2 separate regions of the Triticum aestivum genome follow, and region 1 is linked to region 2. The links are chromatin contacts, called in public Hi-C maps. All regions are on one chromosome and are shown on one strand. Each heading gives the region's core, a stretch centred on a gene start, on an enhancer-like site or on the middle of the called end of the contact. The rest is flanking DNA. Distances are from core to core; before and after follow the strand shown. Region 1 holds the start of LOC123096069 (protein DETOXIFICATION 29). Region 2 holds the start of LOC123096068 (calcineurin B-like protein 3).

What was found. Hi-C and Micro-C count contacts between places; a contact is called where the count stands out from the background.
Region 1: a Hi-C map of leaf shows a contact between it and region 2, with 3 times the contacts expected there. The contact joins the promoter of LOC123096069 here to the promoter of LOC123096068 in region 2. A contact is called at or near these places in 2 of 5 Hi-C or Micro-C datasets (both in leaf).

What each region holds. Positions count from the first base shown.
Region 1 is chr4D:44,972,868-44,976,418 of IWGSC CS RefSeq v2.1, forward strand. It overlaps LOC123096069 (protein DETOXIFICATION 29), which reads left to right and starts at 1,376. Exons shown (of 8, transcript XM_044517665.1): 1 at 1,376-1,782. The coding sequence starts at 1,585.
Region 2 is chr4D:44,761,790-44,765,388 of IWGSC CS RefSeq v2.1, forward strand. It overlaps LOC123096068 (calcineurin B-like protein 3), which reads right to left and starts at 1,602. Exons shown (of 8, transcript XM_044517664.1): 1 at 1,142-1,602; 2 at 931-1,013; 3 at 767-826; 4 at 1-80. The coding sequence starts at 1,262.

The DNA of each region.
Region 1 (3,551 bases), core at 126-2,625, 210 kb after region 2:
GGGACGATCTCCGAGGCAGGGCCACGAGGATGGGGCCAGGGAGCCGATGCGCTTCTACCAGCAGATCAAGGACAACGAGGACCTCGCCATGCTCGTCGTGTCTCCCAAGTTCGTGGAGGTGATGAACACCTGGCTGGTCATCAAGCGGCTCCCTCGCGTCGTCAGGCTGTCGGCGAACAAGCGGTGCGTGTTCTGGGTGCAGGTGCAGAACTTCGAGGGGCACATGGTGCTTGGCCGGGGCTGGAACTACTTCTGCCGCCGCCACCGGATCGTCCCCGGCGACCTCGTCGTTGTGCGCATCTCCGGACTCGGACTGAAGGTTCAGATCTACAACCACGACTCCTCGGTGATGTGCAGGTTTCGTTGCACCAGGCACAATTGCGTTGGTAACATCGAGCAGGCTATGTAGTTAACTTAAGTAAGGTGTTAGTGGAGAACTTTTATGGTGTGTGGCGAGACTTGTGCTGGAACTTGTTCATATTTTGGCCAGGAGCAGCACCCTGGCGTGGAGCAGGGAAGGAGGATGCCCCTGCTTTTAATCTAGACTTATGCTATATAGTTAAGTAGTTTGCTGTCTTTTCCTTGCTTGCTGTGTTAAGTTTGTTGTCATTACATTGCTTGCTTTGTTTGATCTTGCTGTTCTGCTGTTGCTGTTGTGCTGATCATGTGGTGGTAAGGCCACCACATTTGAATGGGGTGAGCAGAACACAAACGCTGTTTGCAACCAAACAGCTGCAGTTTGCATCTGCTCACACCCTAAGCACAAAAACGGCAACCAAACAGCAGGGGGGTAAATGCCTCTTCATGCGATGCAGGCAACCAAACAGATTGCATCTGCTGCATATATGAGGCTGCATTTCATCAACCAGACTGACTGAAAATGGACATGCAATGCAACTACTGTTGCAAACTGCAACCAAACACGCCCTTAATGCTGCCATTGATGCACATCTTTTTCGCTGTTGGACACGCCAGTCATGATCCGATGATCGATGGAACCCTATGAAATCAGAGGAAGTCCACAACACTGGTTGCCGTGCTCCATCCCAGTCCACATCACTCGACCCACCTACCCACACGACCCGCCTCACACGGACCCGAAGGCCGGAAGTACCACATCACTTTCACTGCCGATGGGCCTGGCCACCCACTCGTCACCTGTAATCACCCTGTGCACGAGGCCCAGTTTCGTCAAACAATCGACGCATTAACAGCCAATCAATAGCTAGTACGTACTACATCTGTGTGTACTACTGTGTAGTGTGTACTCTCATGTAGTAGTAGCATCAGCAGAGATAGTGGCTGAAGACTTGAAGGCACGGGCACCGAATATGCCCGAGTTTGGAAGAAGCCTATAAATAACAAGAAGCTAGCTTTGCTTCGTTAGCTTTAGCTAGCTAACTCTGGAACTTCTCCCACATCCATCTTCCTCCTCTGTTCAAGAGCACCGGCCAGGAGTTCATAGACACCGCACCGAGTGAGGTGCAGGAGGGTTGGGCAGGTGGAGTTGGAGTAGCTGCCCCGCCCGCCGCCGGCCTGATACACGTCGTCGTCGGGCGCCGGCCGGCCGGAGGGATCAAGTTGATGGGGAAGATGGTGGGCAAGAGCTGGCAGGAGTCGAGGCTGCTGTGGCACATCGCGTTCCCGGCGATCCTGACCGCCGTGTTCCAGTTCTCCATCGGCTTCGTCACCGTCGGCTTCGTGGGGCACATCGGCGAGGTCGAGCTCGCCGCCGTCACCGTCGTGGAGAACGTCATCGAGGGCTTCGCCTACGGTGTCCTGGTACGCACGCCACAAGCCAACCAACTCGCATATATGCTAACGCGCATTGCTGCTTTTTGCTAGCTAGCTCATAGATAGATAGATACGTATATGCATGTGCTTAGATGCCTCCATTCCATCTGTTAATTTGCACCAATTAACTTGGCAAAATTTTGGCGAAATCTAGTCGCACGTACGGATGCAGCATGTCTAAGTGCATGTCATAACTCTTGATTAACTGGATCATGTGTCGATCAATTCAAATAGGTTGTTAATTAGACTGCAGAATTTGTGATAGGTTAGCACTCGTAATCAAGATGCATGAAGCGCAGCTAGTAGGTGTATACAGCTGATTAATTAAGCTAGCTAGTGGCGAGCAATGTGCCGTGCTAATGTAGGGTGGTTTGCACGTCCCCATCTAGGTCAGACTCCCGTGCGTCGCAAATTAACACCCGAGTTTGTTCCTTCCCTTGGAGACTTGGGTCAGCAGGACGCCAGTAGAAACAAGGATTGATTGGTCATGCGCATAACCAAATTAATAAGGAACTAATAACATGTCTCTCTGTGCGTGCTTGCTTAACCATAATAAAACTTGTAGAGATATAAAGAAGAGCCTAACATTGTGACCGATACTACGTACGAGCTTACGCATGCATGAACTGGAGTACTGGGGCTAGTAGTAGTGATTGTTTAATTCTCAGTTTGCCTAGTGATCGAGACACCATACCCGGGCTGGCTGGCTGGCTGCTGGCCATAAGTACCATCGATCGATCAAGCTATAAGGATTATGTTGTGCAAACATGTGTGCTCGCGTGTGCGTGCGCGTGTTCTCTACTCCTATTGTCCTAAAATGTAAGACGGATTTTGACACTAGTGTGTAGCTCGGAATCGAGAAAAAGCCGGCTCTGGCTAAGGGATCACATGCGAAAAAGATTACCAATGGCACGTGGTGAGCCATGTGTGTCGACCTAGCTATATCTAGGTGCCTGACCGCCCACCTAGCTGGTAATTGTGCGGTGGTCGACACTGCACCGTGCAGGGGCATCCATCCAACCATGCAAGTAAAGAGCCGTGCTTTCCTTTTTTTTAACACCGGTGAAAGCAGCAAGATTGCGTTAGAAAACAAACTTCTGCATTTGCTGGAACCTGCAAGTTAAAGTACAGACGCTCCCTCCAGATCTACCTCAGAAGTTTCGGTGCAGCTGCGTGCACACAGAGGCAGTACGTGTCGTGCGTGCTCATCACTCGTCGTACGTGCCGCTGCCGCCACACCCACTTTCGTCGTGCCAGTGGCCAGCCAAATTCGGGCTGGGTTGACCGATGAGCGAACGAGGAACAAGGACGAGACGCCACGACACGTCGGAGGAAACCATTTCGGGTTTCCCGGCGGTCGTTTTCCGTCGTTCGGTGCACGGGGAAAAGTAGATGAATGCACCCGAACGATCGGTGAACGACAACGTACTCCATCCGAACTCGAGCCACGGAAACGTGGGGATTGTGGGTGGCGCCGTATGCCGCCGCCGGAGTAGTGCATGTACACATACGGCGCATACATATCGTTCGTTTTGGCCATTTCATTATTTGTACCTTTTTTTCCAAAAGGAGGGCATATTCCTCGGCCTCTGCGTCGAGTGATGCATGCAGCATTTTTGTTGATCATTTTAAAGTGCATATTCCAATTACAAAACATATCCATTCCTCATGGACTGTCTCCAAATGTATATTCCTCATGGACTGTCTCCAAGTGTATATTTCTCATGGACTGTCTGTGAGATTTTAATAGGGAAATT
Region 2 (3,599 bases), core at 352-2,851:
GGATGAAATACTGATAGCGCACGGGCGAATTCTTCAAATCCTAGAATTCCGTTGTGTTTTGTGTCAAATAAATCAAAGACCTACAAGAACAGGGAAAATGTTGAGAGAAATACACTAGCATATTATGTATCAACTATCAACATCATTCCCGCTTCACTGTTTCTCCTATGCACACAAATTTACTAAATGGATAAATAATAGAGGTTTAAGTTATCACTGCAATGCCTGACTGGATGGTGTATATATGTGGCTTCGATGTGAGTCACTGTGAACAGCTTTTATGAAGAGTTTTTTTTCATAAGGAACTGTTAGCATGTGCAGTGCTATGATCTTAATATATATGATCATAACTTTCAATTAAACAGATAGTTTTACTTCCAGTCTTAGCTAGTAAAGCTGGTGCAATTCTATTGACAATTAAGTGTCCCCAGAAAGTGGTGACTACATTTCCTTCCAGGCTTTTTAAATCATCTGTTTCTTATTTTGCATATCACCATACATGTACTTGTGTACCCAAAAATCCTGCACGATTCTACAATTAGGCAGATGCCATTCGCCATATATAGCTCATGATTCCTACAGAATGTTAAACATTGCTTCTTTCTCTCCAAGGTCCAAATAATATGTCAAAAAAGGAGAGTGAGAGTGACTCCACAGTAATGACATCAAAATTATACCAAAAAGAAGAAGAAGAGAAAACAACAGAAAGGCATTTCCACTGTACAAACAGCAAATTCGTGTTCACATGTGTGTAATGTGGGCTTACACGATCAGCAAACAAACTCTCCTTCTTACTGGTCTTGAAAAGCGCCAACTGAAACTCCTCCTGCACCATGTCAACGCACAGGCATCGCAATTCAGGTTATTCGTCACTCATCATATATACTACATTAATTTTACTTTCAACGAAATGGGTGTTGATCCACTAACCTTGTTGATCAGCCCGTCGTCTATCACAGCACTGCTGATCTTCTTGAACAGCTCGTACAGCGCTTCGACCTCACTGACGCTGACTGCACGCAAATCACATTACACAATCACAAGATAAACAGAGCACAATGAAACGCTGCTTGGGCTAGCAAGAGAACTATTCTTAGATAGACGTCATTAATAGCAAAGAGAGCTGGTGGCGCGGACATACACACGGTCTCCCTGGCGAGGACTTCGGGATCCTCCAGGCCCTTGGGCTGCTTGAGGTCGATGTCGCAGCACTTGAGGAGCACGCCGCCCAGGTGCCTCACCCCCTCCAGGCACTGCAACATGGTGGTGGCACCACTGCGCGCCGCAACCGTCCGTCAACGCCCGTCTCTCTCTCTCCAGGGTGGGCGCCGCGCAATCCGCGGGGCTAGCCGCAAATCGGGACCCCGCGGGCGGTGGACTGGATTTGGCCGAACGAGCCGAGCGGCCACGCGGGGGGCGGCGTGGCTGGAGGATCGCGGCTGGGTTTCCCGATGCGGCGCGGAGCAGAGGGGCGGCCGGAGGGGGTCGCCGCGGGGTTCCTGTTGTTGGCGCCGCCGTCGCCGTCGATGCCGCAGTCGTCGGCTGGTGGTGCGATTGGTATGGGCTGGAACGGATTGGATCGGGGATTTCTCTTATTTATTTATTTTCCTTTTTGCGTGTGCGTGTTCCCGTTGTTGCGTTTGCGATTTTGAATTTTTCCCTTTTGGCGAGTCGTGACTAGCTAGGTCGGCGCAATCCCCTCCCTTGCTATTCGATCCAACGGAGGAAGTGCGGGCACGTTGTGTTTACAGGTTCATAGACACCGCGAGGTCTTTCATTTTATTTTGAGATATACATGAGCTAGTTGTCGGTGCTACGCCACGGAACCATGAGAAACAAGGTAAAACTCAAGAGCCTCTACGCCAACTTAGATGGGGTTTGACAGTTGGCACAGATAAGATTAGTGACGTGAGAAGCCATAAGATGATTGAGGGGAGTGAGACGATAAAGGAAGAGTGATTCGGGAAGGGTCTGCTGGGAAGGGCGTACAAGTTTTTATGTTATTTTGCGATGGATACTAGCAAGTTGAGAGTGCTACTCCACGGAACCATGGGAAACAAGGTAGAATTTGATTTACTCAACAGCCTCGTACGCCAACTTAGATTGGGTTTGGCAGTTGCACGGATGAGATTAGCGACGGAAGAAGGCACGAGATGATTGAGGGCGAGACACGATAAAAGAAGGGTGATCCTGGAAGGGTATATTGGACGGGCGTGCAAGTTTTTTTGCGATGAAATTAGTTTACTTAAGAGCCTTGTGGGTCAACTTCAATGGGGTTTGATAGTTGGCGCGGATGAGATTAGTGACGGAGGCACATGATGATTGAGGGGCAAGACATGATAAAAGAAGGGTGATTTTGGAAGGGTATATTGGACGGGCGTGCAAGTTTTTTTTGATGAAATTAGTTCACTCAAGAGCCTCGTGGGTCAACTTGGATGGGGTTTGATAGTTGGCGCGGATGAGATTAATGATGGGGGGAGGCACGGAATGATTGAGTGGCGCGAGAGGATAGAATGAGAAGGATTTGAAAAGGGTCTAGTTTGCCATGACGAAACAATCAATTCTTCGCATCTCATCTTGTATATTACAGACAAGTAAGCCGTGGTAGCCAAACCGCTATTTTTTTGGAAAAAAGCACTTCACTCTATTTAGAAAAGGGTTTGGTAGTTGGCGCGAATGAGATTAGTGATGGGAGAAGGCACGGGATGAAGAATAGAGTGAAGTGTTTATATGGGTTTTTATTGTCCCACCTTTGTGGGTTGATAAAAGGAAGACTAAAAGAATAGTGAACATATTAAGATCAACTCTCATAACTAAAATATAATATGTGTGCAATCTACTTGTAACGAAACAATAACTACACGTTCACATTTATCAAAAAGAGATATACCAAGTAGTGCATTCGAATATTTGAACTGGATAATTCATAATGATGCATGAATACAAGTACACCATGTGTTGCAAGTAGATAGACTAACTCTTCTCATACTTTTCTTGCGAAATGACTCTTCTCACACTCAACTCCCTTTGCCGGCAAAAAAACACTTACCACTTTTGTTGGAAAAATGCTTTGTTGAGATAATCTAGTTTGCCACGACGAAACAATAAATTCTTCGCGTTTCATTTTGTATATTACAGACAAGTACGTCGTGGTAGTCAAACCGCTATTTTTTGGAAGAAAAAACACCTCACTCTATTTTTCATAATCTTTTACCCCATGACCCTCCCCCACCCCACCGCATGAGGTCTGGAAATATATTGATTAGACACTGTTGATCCATTCAACATCAACTGCAATATTAATCTCTGTTGGAAGAGAGTCTTGAATTTTAGCAACAAAAGTGAGTGAGCCCCTTGTATTGTAATCTCTATCAATCTTACAAAGTCTAACTTCCCTAGTTTTGTTTGGGTGTGCTCTAATCTCGACAACTTACGAAGCATAACTAGACATGAATACTTTCTTCGAAAGAAAATCATGGACAAGACTTCCCTACTATCCATCAACAGAATAATTGGCTTTAGTGACCATTGGAGGGCCAACTGGATCCCTTTCCCGCCAGTTACTAACTACGTTCCGATAGCATCAGGACAACTACGCA